3 separate regions of the Mus musculus genome follow, and all the other regions are linked to region 1. The links are chromatin contacts, called in public HiChIP or PLAC-seq maps. All regions are on one chromosome and are shown on one strand. Each heading gives the region's core, a stretch centred on a gene start, on an enhancer-like site or on the middle of the called end of the contact. The rest is flanking DNA. Distances are from core to core; before and after follow the strand shown.

Region 1 (4,266 bases), core at 660-3,159:
CACTGGTTCCTTAGCCAGGCCCTCCTTGGGGCTCTCTGACCTTGGTCTCTGCTTGGCTGGATTTAGTTTCCTCAAGAATCCTAATGAGTGTGACTAATAGATACCTGGGACCCTGCAACTTGATGTCTTTGTTTCTTCTTAGCAATTTTCCATCCAGTGAGCCCCACCCCTACATCCACATTCCTTCTCCGTGTCCATAAAGCTCCACCTGTTATATGTGGTTGGTGCCATAGAGGTATAGGGATCGTCATAGTCCTCCCCCTCCTCCCTCTCTCCCTCCTTCATTCTCCCTTCTCCCCTCCCCCTCCTCTTCTTCTATCTCTTCCTAGTCTTCTTCTCTTTGTTTTCTTCTTCTCTTTCCCTTTTGGGATCTTATTTCTGCCTCTACCAGTATGGCCTAGGCAGCTGGAGTCTTCCTTTTAACTGAATAAATTGAAATTGTTGTCTGCCTGGAGACTACAGGGTGGAAGGGAATGCCTTCTTTGTTGAGCTCAAGGCTGTTAAATCTGAAAAACAAACAAACAGGCCGAAGAAGAAGAAGAAGAAGAAGAAGAAGAAGAAGAAGAAGAAGAAGAAGAAGAAGAAGAGGAGGAGGAGGAGGAGGAGGAGGAGGAGGAGGAGGAGGAGGAGGAGGAGGAGGAGGAGGAGGAGGAGGCGGCAGCGGCAGGGGCTAGGGGGCAGATGTGGAGAATTCAGGGTCCCTGTTCCTCTCTAGTTTACACAGCTATCCAGGCAAACACAGCTGAACACCTTGGGATCCAAGCAGCCTTTGCTTCCCTAAGGGGGAGAGAGAGGGGAGTCTTAGGCCTGATTGCATTGGGACACAGCAGAATAGGGGGGTCCTCTCTTTTTCTGTCTGTCTGTCTGTTTGTCTTGGTGTATTGTTTTTGTTTAAGAAGCTAAATGGGAAACTTCATTTATTTGTTATCCTCCACCCCCAAATTCCATGCTATTGGAAAGCTGGATCTAGAGTCAGAGGTGTTGTGGGTGTGAAATCAAAGAGGCTCTTTGACTCCGCAAAGCCTCACCTTCTCTCTCTTAGGCTTGGCCATGAATTTTCCTTGCTCGCTCCCCTTTTTCCTATTAGGTTAAGTATATAGATCCTGAAATTTTCTTCCCCATATATACATACCGAATACAAAAAAAAAAAAAAAAAGAAAAAGAAAAAAAAACCTTTTAGCAAGCTAGAAAGAGGCATAGAGAATGGAAGAAGAAGAAACCAATGGAAAAGAGAAAAGAGAAACAAAGAAACGAAGACAGTGTGGCTGAGTTGTATGCTGTAACAAAGCACTCAAGAGCAAGGGCTTTATAAAGAACAGACTTAGTCTCTGATAGGTCCAGATGCTCTGAAGTCGGAAATCAAGATGGTGAATGGTGTCTGGTGATGGCTTCTCCACTGCATTATCACATGGCAGAAGGTGGAAGGGTAGAGAGCGTTAACTCTCCCATGAACTCTTTTTATACCAGCACTAAACACTGTCGTGAAGGTTGAGCCCTTGTGTCTCAACCACCTCCTGAAGCTTTTGATTCCTTTAAAAACAGATGCATTTCATTCTTAGTATTTTATTAAGGTGTGTGTGTGTGTGTGTGTGTATGTGTGTGTGTGTTGGGTATCTATACATTCCTGCAGAGGCATTAGATTCCCAAGAGCTGGAGTCACAGGTGGCTGTGAGCCTCATAGTTTAGGGACTGGGAACCAATCTCATTCTCTGCAAGAGCAGTAAGTGCCCTTAGCTGCTGAGCCATCCCTCGAACTCCCAGGTTTCAGCTCTCAATATCATTGCATGTCAATTAAATTTCAACATGAACTGGGAAGAGAGCAGATTTTCAAACCACAGTGCAGTAGAGGAACACAGCCAGAGCAACAGGAGGATAATGTTATTTTCCTTACGTCAAAGCTTGCAGAAGTCACTTTCTGGCTAATAATTATGGAATGCTTGTTACATGCTAGCTCTGGTTAGTCATCATAGCTGACAGAATAAATTCTGATCTCTTGTAAATCTAAAGAAAAATTCCTTAATGCTGCTGGCTTTGATAAGACTCCTCGTAAACTACTGGGGAAGTGCAAGGAGTCTTCTTTCCCATGGCCCCTCAGTATCACAAACCAGCCCAGCTCAAATGCTAGCAGCATCTATTGAATGAAGCCTCCTAGGTCTCTTCTCTTGAGAAGTCCCCCAAGGAGAGGACATGGACTTAGTTTTGTTAAGGGATGCTAACTTATCACAAGGCCAGTTTTTAGAGAAACTGGGAATTCCCATCTTGACCCCTTTCTAAGATACAGACACCCACCCTTCTGTTGGGATTTGTTGTATTAAAGCCAATGGAGTCAGACATTGTAGATTTCATCATTAGATGAGAGCCAGTCTATCTCTGCGAGTGAAGCTGGGGAAAGCACTGGCTGAAGCCAGAGGGGAAGAGAGAGATGAGAGAGATGAGAGAGAGAGAGAGAGAGAGAGAGAGAGAGAGAGAGAGAGAGAGAGAGAAAACACAAACCAAGCTCTTCAAAGCTTTACATCTTGCAGGACTACTGAAGTTAAAGACGTTTGCAGTGCCATTCTGTATAAGAAATGGACTCTTTCTGCTTCTGTCATAAAGAACCCAGGCTCAGTTATCACACCGGAGATTTTTCAGCACAGAAATCTTTCACAAGGCCAGCTCTGGCCAAGCTGAAGTATAGGTGAGTGCTTTCCAGATGCTGAAGTTTTAGACAATAGTTTTTGTCAAAATGTCTTCAGAATCACCAGATTCTAGGACAAGCTTTTAGGTTTCCCAGCGTTGCCGCACAGGCACAGGAGCAGCACCAAGGCCATGCTCACAGGAAGAGGTCTGGGCCAGCACTTATTCATGGCTCAGAAAGATGTGTTCTCTCCAGTATATTGTCATTGGTTCAAGAAAGATGCTCAGAAAACCTGACATCATCAGGCTGTTTCCTTCCCTTCTGCATCAGAACTCCTTGTGTAATGAGCAAAGATGATGCTAGTATCAGACCCAGCCACCACCCCAAGTGTCTGGTCCAAATGAGAACAACGGGACCATCAATCACTCCCAGGTGGCCAGCGGTGACCCAACCATAAGCAGAGTCTCCGGGTGATGGATTATGTTTATGTCTTGACTCTTTTCTCCGACAGTTGGCCTTCTGCAATGAGTTTCCTGAGTTATAAAACCACTCCAGATGTGGAAGCCACTCAGCATCCAGGACTCTCAGCCTAATTAATTCAGTCACAGGGCGGTGATTAAAGAGGTTGGTGGCGACATTTCCAGAAAGCACCTTCTGCCTTTCCAGCAGCCAGCTCATCCGAGGGCTTCAACTCTCAGTGATCCTGGCAGTAGGGATGGGGAGGAGTGGGCAGCAGGTACTTATCCTTGTTCCCTGGTTCCAGATGTTGTACCAATGACAGACACAGCCCAGGCCACGGTTTGGTCGCCCTGGAACAATCTTTAACTGCACATCAGAATATTTTCCAACAGCATAGATGTTATCAGCCCTGAACAACCTCAGGATTATGGCTTTCCTTTTCATCTGCTACTGAACCCTGCTTCATAGGAGACAGGGCCCTCAGAAAGTTGCCTCTTGGAGCTTCTGCTACTTAAGCGCTAACATTAGGTTACCCATAGGACCTGGTTCACATGATGTGTTTGAGGAGTGAAGGGGGTTTTGGGTGAATAACATTTTGGGTAGAGCCTGGGACGAAGAGGCGCTTGTTAACTGTGATGCCTTTACTAGTGTCATTTATACCCAAGGTCCATCTCTCAGAATTCCTAGTTGGAAGCCACAGAACCAGAGTATAGCTAAATTTAAGCAGAAAATACATATGTTTTAAAAATGATATCGAGTGTCCTAATATTGATTGCAGAGAAGGCAAGAAAATAGCAAGCATTTAGCAATCCCAGCTGTCTTTCAGTATCCATCATCACCCACGAGCCTTGCTCTGTGAGGGAAGCATTGTCCCCTCACCTACTTCAGGAGGATGGAGGGTGCTTGTCAGACTGCGATTTTGAGTGCCACTCTCTCTAGCCACCATTGCTCCAGACCTGCACCTTCCTGGAAGAGACAATTCTTCGAAATCCCTTCTTTGAGGAACACCCCACATTCCTGTATGCATATAGAACTGCTCTGTGTGCTTGGCAGATCCTTGGTGATACATTACTGCCAGTATTGTGAGAGTCTGGGAGGACACATATCAACCATTAACCAGGTTTCCATGGCAGAAGGGGTTTTAACTCCCACCTAAGCCCAAAGAGGAGAGAGGCCCCCAAATATTAGGC
Region 2 (4,266 bases), core at 650-3,149, 470 kb before region 1:
TATGAGAAGAATAAGCATCAGCACCTCACAGACAAGCTTCCTGGTAAGAAGTGTGGCTGCCCCTAACCCTGCGCATGGGGACTGCAGCCTGATGAACCCATAGCAGACGGGAGTGTAAGAGTGCCCGCACCTGAGCAGTCCTTTTGTGGGAAGACGTGAGATGCTGGCAGCAGCTGAGATGTGTGAGCCTGTGGCAGCTGGCACAGCAATGAACTCATTATTTTTGTCTAAAAGGCCAGCTCAGTCCCTGCAGGAACATCTTTTGGGTATTTTTGTATCACTTATAACTAATGGGTCTAGATTTGCCACTTAACTCCAAAATGAAATTCAGTAATATAAGGGCAATTTAAAATGAAACTTAAAATTGAGGCAGGTGAAAGCCGAGTCAAACTTGCAAGAGCTATATCATGAACACTTGACTTAAATGAAGGAGATTTTTTTTAATGGCCAACGGGGGGAAAAAAGAAACCTAAAACTCAAGCATGTTGTTATAACCTAAACATCTGTGATTCAGCCCCAGCTCAAAAGACAGGACCACTGGAGTGTTCTTTGATCCTTCGGCCCGGTGCATCCCAATACCTGTGTGAAAGCACACTCTTCTGGTTCCCCCTCAACTCATTCACCCTCTAATCATTATTTTATTAATTTCGAACTATGTTCCCTCCGTGCCCTCACTCACTGGCCTGTTGGAGGCAGTGGGATCCATTCTCTGTCGTTTACTATGTTGCCTCCCCCCCCCCGGACCCCCCCCCCCCCCCCCCGTGAAGTTACTGGGCCCCAGAAACTTCAAGAAAGATTTGTTGAATCCATGAAAGATTTACAATACTGCCACTTAGCCAAGTCAACAAATGATCCTTCTCAGGGGAGACGGATTCTCTTTACATTTGGGTGATAGTATAGATTGGCACCCTACAGGCACGTGTGCACAGTTGTAAGTGTGTGGGAGAGCACTGGAGTAAGGAGTAACACGGAAATGTGTCTTAGTCACAACAAAGTTCCTGTGTGCTGAGTTCCGGTTTATTTAACTTGCTTTTGCCCGAGTGAACAACAAGGAAGAGACAACTCTTAACTGTTCTCTGTAACCGAGAAATTTTCACACATCGAAGAACAGTGTTGCTCACGCATGTTTTCACAGCCTCCAGTCGATCCTGCGCTCTCAGTGTGTGTATGCGTCGGTCAGGAGCCTGGCAAGTGTTCGCTGAGCTTACAAAGCCTGCGGGGAGACTGAGTGAATGGAAACTTGGGTGTTCGTAAGCATTGCATAACAAGAACGAGAGCGTGACACATTGCCCAAGAAGGGAGGCCCTGAGAGAGTTCCACACACTCCACCCACACTCGGGATGGAGATGCGTGTGGGATATGCTGTGGGAAGATCATTATTCAGCTCCAAAGAGCTGCTGAGTTGCCAGCAAAATGAATTTTTGGAATAAGATAAAATGTTAATTACAGATGTCAAGATTAGAGTTGCTTTTTCTGCAAATTCCACGGGGTCTACAAGCAACTTGATCTTTGAATCCCCGAGGGAACTAAAAATCTACACAGAAGAGATTCTTATCTTGATGTTATAAGAATCCACACCTTGACTGCTGCCAAGGAAAGATCTAGCTTCATGACACAAACTACACGGAATATGTCTAGGCTCTTTCAGAGGGCTGACATTTAAAACACAACTTACGCTTCATCTAAAATATTAAGAGTATATGTACAGGGTGCTTTGCCAGAGTTCAGGGGAACACTGCAATCACCAACCCTGAATTCTTGTGTCAGAAAGCCTTGCAACATGCTAGTTTAAAAAAAATATTTGTCAGTTTAAAAAATCGTTTGCCATTTTACCAAAGAGGCACATCCCAGAAGTGGAATTTGGCTGCTGGAAGACAAAAAGCCTAGCCCTTGCATTTGGAACTCATAAATGTGAGTCACCACCTCTTCCTTTCTTGCCCCAGTCCATTAGTACTGATCAAAAGGGATTCCTGAGAACAAAATAAAGGTTAAATCACCAATGCCCAAAGTCCTGAGTCATTCCTAACAGCCAGAAGAATCTGTTTGTTGGAAGAAAAAGTGTTGGTTCTGTGAGTAGAGTGACATGCTACAGAAATTACAGATGTATAAGAACTTGATCACTGTTTGGTTTTCTTAAAAACCTAGCTTCGCACCAATCCGTAGGATCAATTCTTTTGGGTGGAAATAAAATACAACAACATAAACTCAGGACTTTGTGACTAAACTGAGTCTTTTCCTGATTTAAACCTGGTAGAGTGAGCATTTCTTTCCCCCAGTTTTCCTAGAGGGGCAGGTCAAACCCTGGAATCAGGGGATGAGCCTGGAACTCAAAGACGTCTGCCTGCTTCTGTGTCTTCAGAGCGCTAGAATAAAGCAGCCACTACCATAGCCAGGCACCTGCCTTTCTCTTCCTTTAATTCTACCTTAAAATGTGTGTTTAAGAAACTCAACCATTATTTAAGTCCAGAAATAGCTTATATTTGGCCTTGGTTACTTCACACACACACACACACACACACACACACACACACACACAGACTTATATTTTTCCTGAATCAAAAGACTTGCTTTCCTACGTCATGACGTCATGACATCTTCCTTTCAAATTCATGACAATTTATCTCCAGGTAAAGGTAGGAGAGAACTGACCCCACAAATTTCTTCCGACCTCACATACCCACCACGGCATACATGCCACTCCACACGTGACGATAATCATACAAATTAAAAATTAAGTGTTATTTGTCCTCAGTAAGACTCATTTTGAGGCTTGGTCCCCTAAGTAGCAATGTTAAGTCATACATCCTTTAAAAAGCGTTTGGGGCTATGAGGTCATCACCCAGGAGGGAGTTATTGCTGGGCAGTGGTTTAAGAATCCTGAGATCATCTGTTAAAGTGAGATCTCCCTGCATGTGTGATCTGGGTCTCTTCCGCACACCTGCTTCTCTGATATATAATGCAGTCTGCCATCCTCAGCAGCCTTGAGCCTTGCTGGGTGGGGTGTCGAGGCCCCAGAACTCTGATTCGCATGAGCTCTTTTTCTTTTCAAACATTCAGTTTTACTAGTTTGTCTAGGTTGACCATGAATTGCTGGGTTCAAATTATCCTCCTGTCTCAGACCCCCAGGCATCTGTAGCTGGGACTACAGTTGTACAGCTGTGCTCACCTATCTCTTTTCTTTATGTCAGGAATTGTGTCAGAAAGTAATACTACATCCATGGACATCAGGCAAAACCAAACCCTGAGTTGTTTGTTCCCACAGCTTCCTCTTTAGAATCTAGTCTGGGATCATAGGACCACATTTAGTCATCGTGGGTTTGAGCCATTCTTTAATTGAGAATATCACTGAAGAACATTGTTTCATCTGAGTACAGGCAGGGAGGGGAGGGAAATCTTGTTCTATTCTTCAGGCCAAATTCTCAGCTTTTAAAGTTCAGAAGCTAAGAGATCAATTCTGTCACCACTGTTTAGAGGCCTGTCCTATGAGCAGCGTGTGCCTGTAAAAGAAACATGGTGCAGGTGATGTGGTATTTGCCATAATATCCTATCCAATGTGTTATATAAAAATGGGCTTGTCAATGTAATTCTTTTCTATGCCCCCTTGTTCTCAAATCAATGACACAGGCACTATATATAATTGACATATATCAACTTATATAACAAATATAGTTAAATAAGTTGATATATATCACACACACACACACACACACACACACACACACACACACACACACAAATCAATAATAACTGCAGATGAGATTTTTCAGGACCCTGGTTTTGATATGAAATGCTCTCCCGTGGACCTTGTGTGGTGGGAAGCGTCAGTGGCAGCCTTGACTTCAGAATAACTTCACTTGGCTGTGTCCTTCTGAAAGGGATATTTCATTGATGAACTCACTTTACTAATTAGGGCCAATAACTTCTTAACTTTAAATCAGTTGCAGATTTTGCGTGAGGCAACTCTGTATTTTCTAAGAGGTTTCCATTATAAAGCCAGCAGTTTTTTGTTTTGTTTTGTTTTGTTTTTTTTGAATAACAACGATCTAAGGGGCCTTGCAATGTTCTTAACAGGTTTTTTTATTTGACACAGGGGAGATATTTTGTGCATCTTTCACTGGTGGAAACACAGAAGACTAATTATCCTAGTTTATGTAACAGCATAAACAACTCAGAGTCTGAGACACACTGAGCTAACTCTCAGAGTGAGAGTTGTTGCTGAGATGTACAGAAAATGAAAAAAAAAACCCACAACTTTTATTTCTGTTT
Region 3 (4,266 bases), core at 728-3,227, 270 kb before region 1:
GCACCTAATCTGGATAAGTGAGTTCTTAGAACTGAGAATACAAGACAAAGATGAGATGAAAAATGGCCCTGCATTCTGATAGTTAGATGGCTACAGAAATGCTTTGTATCTGTGCTGAACGTGTGAGCAGAAGAGAGCTGTCAAGAGAGATCTGCTAATAAAACTTTAAAAACAAAGCAAAACAGTTCTTCCCTTGAAGACTCCCCTGCATTAATAAGTGAGAATGAAGACAGAGGACCTTCACCTCCAAGGTTTTAACTACATGATTTAAGAGCTCCCTCTCTCGCTTTTTCTGTCTCCTCGTCAAATCATGCTTTAACCACAAGTCAAAGCCCATCCGGCTTTGTGGGATTGAAAGATACAATGTAGCACTGGAGAGAAATTACAAGCAGTAAAACGAAGGGTGTTGTCTTGTTCCCGGACCTCCCCTGAGAAGAGGTGAGGATGTAAGTTGTTAGAGGCGTAGATTCTTGGTATAACTGCCCTATTTTGGAGTCTTATGAGGTGTGCTAGCTATGTGACCTTAGCCGATCCAACTTTTTTGTTCATTGACTTTTGTATCTATAAAATTGGGGCTTTTAACATCGGGACCTGCTTTTCAACAGTGTTGTGAGGATATATATATATATATATATATATATATATATATATATATATATATCATTTGAAACATCTAAGCATACAAAGATACCTAAATGTGCACTGATCTTTTGCACTATGTTTCAAGCACAATGTACACAATTATTTTACAAAACAGATGCTAGGTTTTTCATGGAGGAAGCCAAGGCTCAGAGTGGTGTATAATAACAGTAAGCAAACGATTTAGAATAGAAAATAGAATTCTGCCAGCCTGGGGAAGTTGTGGAAGGTTAGCTGGAAGAGCCAGCTGATGAATGCAGGAAGAAGGGAGGGGCACCTAAGTCATGATACGTGATGGAAAAGGCAAAGCCCTCCATACAGAAGCCATGGTTTTAGATTACACAGAAAAGAGTGCCATTTAAAAATAGGTTTGGACCAGCGACACCATTCCGTTCATCATCTCTTGATTGTGCAATGCATCCATCCTAGAGTACGACTGTGAAGGGAAACAAGAAAAATAGCAACTATAATCCCAGCCTCGACTGGTCTCATATGTATTCTGCAAATAAGGGAAGAAAAGTGGATGGAGATTGGCGCGTTTCACACTTCCTTATCACATTATATTGTAATGAATTCCAGGGCATCAAGGAGATGAAATTTCCCAGGGATGATATCTTAAAGGTCCAGCCTTCTGTTACTGAAAAATATCATCACACTATATCTCCATAAGCATAGCTTGAGCATTAGGGTTGTGAACTCAGATGCCAACAGGGGTCAAAGAAAGTGCAATCAACTTCAGTTGCAATGTGAGAAAGGAATACCAGTATAAAAGGTGGGCCAGGTGGGAACCTGGGGTGTACAGCTTGTATTCAGTATTAGGAACTCCCTTCTTTACTTTTAGGGGGTTTCTGGCAGATAGTTCCAGTCTTTGACAGAATCCAGAAATCTGAAATTCGAAGCAAAAGCTCCCTACATTTTAAATATTGCATCAGATATTATAAACAAAACTAGGTGTGCCAAATAAAGTGTTTGAATGTCACTTTTCAGCTCTTATTGCCAGCTGGTGCCCAAACACAGAATGCTATGCAGGAAATACTGTCAGTTTTAACTCGTTGGGAAAAGTCAGAGTCCCTTCCTCTACCCTTGTTTGAGAGGGTATCCATTCCATTCCTCACTCGCACTGGATCCCCAGACAACAAGCTGGACAATTTGAACCTAGAATCTTGCTGTCAAGATATTGCTGCCACCGAGTTTCAAGTCCCTGGCTATGAATAAGTCATCTCAGACTCCATTAGTGGAGAAGTCCTCTGGGTTCAGCCACCATAGGAAGAGTGTGAATGACTCAGGCAGAGGAGCATGCACAGCCTAATGGGTCCAGCATGTGGAGGCTTTTGAGATGCTGAAGCTGGTGAGCAGGGTGTCCAGGGAGTGTGCAGAGAGGGACTGGATGTTGTAATATGCTCCCAGCTAAACTCACTGCTGGCTCTTTTGCACGCTAAAGAATTTGAAATATTTGCCTCTGACCTCAAACACAAAGTGGTCTTGCACCTCAAGGGGATGACTCACTATGAGTCCCTTATGACCTGCTCCAGTCTCCTTCCTCCTTCGAGCCTAATGGTAGAATCTAGACTTAGGTATTGCCAAACTGTCTGCAGCTCCCACAGACTCGTTCTATGCCTTTGTGCACGCCATTTTGTCCTGCTGGGATATTTTTATGTGCCTCTGGACAGCTCCTATTTGTGCTTTATAACCAGAAACAGACTTTACTACTTTAAGGATGGGGGGGGGGTCTTCCTGACCCTCCCTCTTGGAGTTAAAATGTGGGCCCTCCTTTTGTGCACTTATAACTTGAACTTACCTTTCACGTTGTGTGGCCCTGGCTTGCTTGCTTGTATGCCTTTCTGCCTTGTTTAGCAGAGCCTCTGAAAGGCAGATGGCTTGTAATCAGCCTCCTGGTATTCCATAGGCATTATACCTGGCCATGTAGTTGATAAGTGTTTACATAACTATGTGGGATTAAAGCTCTGAGATGACCACTGTGTGACCTATCTCATTCTTTTAACTGATCCAAGCATCTCACTTTAGCCTCTGCCTCCTGAGTCTCCCTGTGCTCTCTGTGATCAGATGCAGAGTGGCTGTTTCAGGGAAAGCACAGAAAGTACACAGATAACCCCAAAGCCAATATCTCTGTCCAAGCCTCGCCATTCATTCCAACTCAGAAAATACCTAATGAACGAATGCTCTCCACTCATCACATCCTTATATTTGGGAGACACAAACAAGAGACACACGAGGTTCAAACTCAACAGTGAGGTGCAGGGGACAAATATTAGATATTTATAGTTTGACAAACACAAGACTGATATGAATAGTTGCTGTCATCTCTGTCCTACAGATAAGAAATTAGGATTGAGAATAACATTCCGAAGGCCTCCTAAGTTATGGAATTGTGTGGTTGAGGCTTGACTGAGTCTAATGGAAAGTTATTATCCAGTGTTATCAGGTAAATACTGGAGAGTTTGATGAGAAGCAGAATACCAGACCTGGGTGGTAAGCAAGCTGACTATAATTGAGGAAGCTGCCAGAACAGGCATGGGATCCTGGGAGCCAGAAATGAGCCAGAGATGAACCAGAACCAAAATAGTGAGTTGACATCAAATTACTGCAGGCTTTTTATGAATTCCTTACTTCGATAAAAGCCACACTAAATTTGCCTACCTTGAAGCTTGCAAATAAAAGGACGGGGCCATAACTGCTTTATGGAACCCTTCAGTGAGTGTGGGGCAAGATGAATTCATCCTGATGCCTTCCATGATCTCATTGAAGAAGTGTTTTGCAACTCATGAGAGCTTTTTAATTCTTTGTCCCTCTGGGCCCAACCCAAAACTGAGTGAGCTGGTTTTCTAGGTGGGAGAGCCTCGCATCTGTACAGCCAGAAGTTATCCATGGCTGATGAGTTTCCATCAGTGAAGATGGAAACTCTAGTCTTGGGATGTGGGACTATGATAGGCAGCCTATTTTGGTTGAATGGGGCTTGCTCCGGCGACCCAGTAGAGAACTCTACAAGGCACCACGTTCCCAGAGCCAGGTGCAGTCATGCAGGCAATGTCCCAAGCTTCTGACATTGTGGCTAGACTCCATCCCCACAGTAGCCTGACAATAGCCAGGTATGCTCCTCCCCACAGTTACCTGATAGCTCAGCCCATTATAAAAGGAACTGCTTGGTCCCTCCTCGCTCTCTTTAAGCTTTCACCTTTCTTACTCTCTTCTCTAGCCCTCTCTCTGTCTCTCTCTCTGTCTCTCTCTGTCTCTCTGTCTCTCTCTGTCTCTCTCTGTCTGTCTGTCTCTGTGTCTGTGTCTGTGTCTCTGTCTCTCTCTCTCTCTCTCTCTCTCTCTCTCTCTCTCTCTCTCTCTCTCTCTCTCTCTCTCTCTCCCTCCCTCCCTCCCTCTCCTCTCCCCTCTCGCCAAGTGGCCAGCCTCTCTCTTTCTACTCTCTCTCCTTCTCCCTGCCTTGTTACAATAAAGTTCTAAAACCATAGACTGTCTCTGCTCATCAAGGCCCACCATGCTTGAACGATGTGATAGGCTTTCCCCTAACGAGTTTCATCTAACCTCCCACCAGATGGCCTTCCTGCGCTCCAGTCAAGGACCTGACCAAGGACTCTTACCTGTGTGGAAACCATCAAG

Evidence for each region. HiChIP or PLAC-seq counts read pairs in DNA pulled down with a chosen protein or histone mark.
Region 2: a contact with region 1 is called in an H3K27ac HiChIP or PLAC-seq map of the NIH/3T3 cell line, with 6 times the contacts expected there. The contact joins two enhancer-like sites. A contact is called at or near these places in 3 of 484 Hi-C or Micro-C datasets (adipose-derived mesenchymal stem cells, embryonic stem cells and reprogramming fibroblasts) and 2 of 115 datasets of contacts at active chromatin or transcription factors (the NIH/3T3 cell line and fibro-adipogenic progenitors).
Region 3: a contact with region 1 is called in a CTCF HiChIP or PLAC-seq map of the NIH/3T3 cell line, with 10 read pairs. The contact joins two enhancer-like sites. A contact is called at or near these places in 1 of 15 datasets of contacts at CTCF or cohesin (the NIH/3T3 cell line) and 1 of 484 Hi-C or Micro-C datasets (adipose-derived mesenchymal stem cells).

Annotation. Positions count from the first base shown.
Region 1 is chr11:35,329,807-35,334,072 of GRCm38.p6, forward strand. All of the region lies in intron 4 of Slit3 (slit guidance ligand 3), which reads left to right. It overlaps Gm46277 (a long non-coding RNA gene), which reads left to right. Exons shown (of 2, transcript XR_003949657.1): 2 at 1-2,459. Among named protein-coding and RNA genes, the nearest start is that of Gm46277, 44 kb to the left of the region's middle. Within about 2 kb of position 1,910, at least 8 of the 459 cell types and tissues checked have an H3K27ac peak or open chromatin away from gene starts, as enhancers often do. A contact at or near this core is called in the NIH/3T3 cell line and adipose-derived mesenchymal stem cells, where this site is marked.
Region 2 is chr11:34,864,127-34,868,392 of GRCm38.p6, forward strand. No RefSeq gene overlaps it. Among named protein-coding and RNA genes, the nearest start is that of Gm22022, 24 kb to the left of the region's middle. Within about 2 kb of position 1,900, at least 51 of the 459 cell types and tissues checked have an H3K27ac peak or open chromatin away from gene starts, as enhancers often do. A contact at or near this core is called in the NIH/3T3 cell line, where this site is marked.
Region 3 is chr11:35,064,069-35,068,334 of GRCm38.p6, forward strand. No RefSeq gene overlaps it. Among named protein-coding and RNA genes, the nearest start is that of Slit3, 55 kb to the right of the region's middle. Within about 2 kb of position 1,978, at least 49 of the 459 cell types and tissues checked have an H3K27ac peak or open chromatin away from gene starts, as enhancers often do. A contact at or near this core is called in the NIH/3T3 cell line and adipose-derived mesenchymal stem cells, where this site is marked.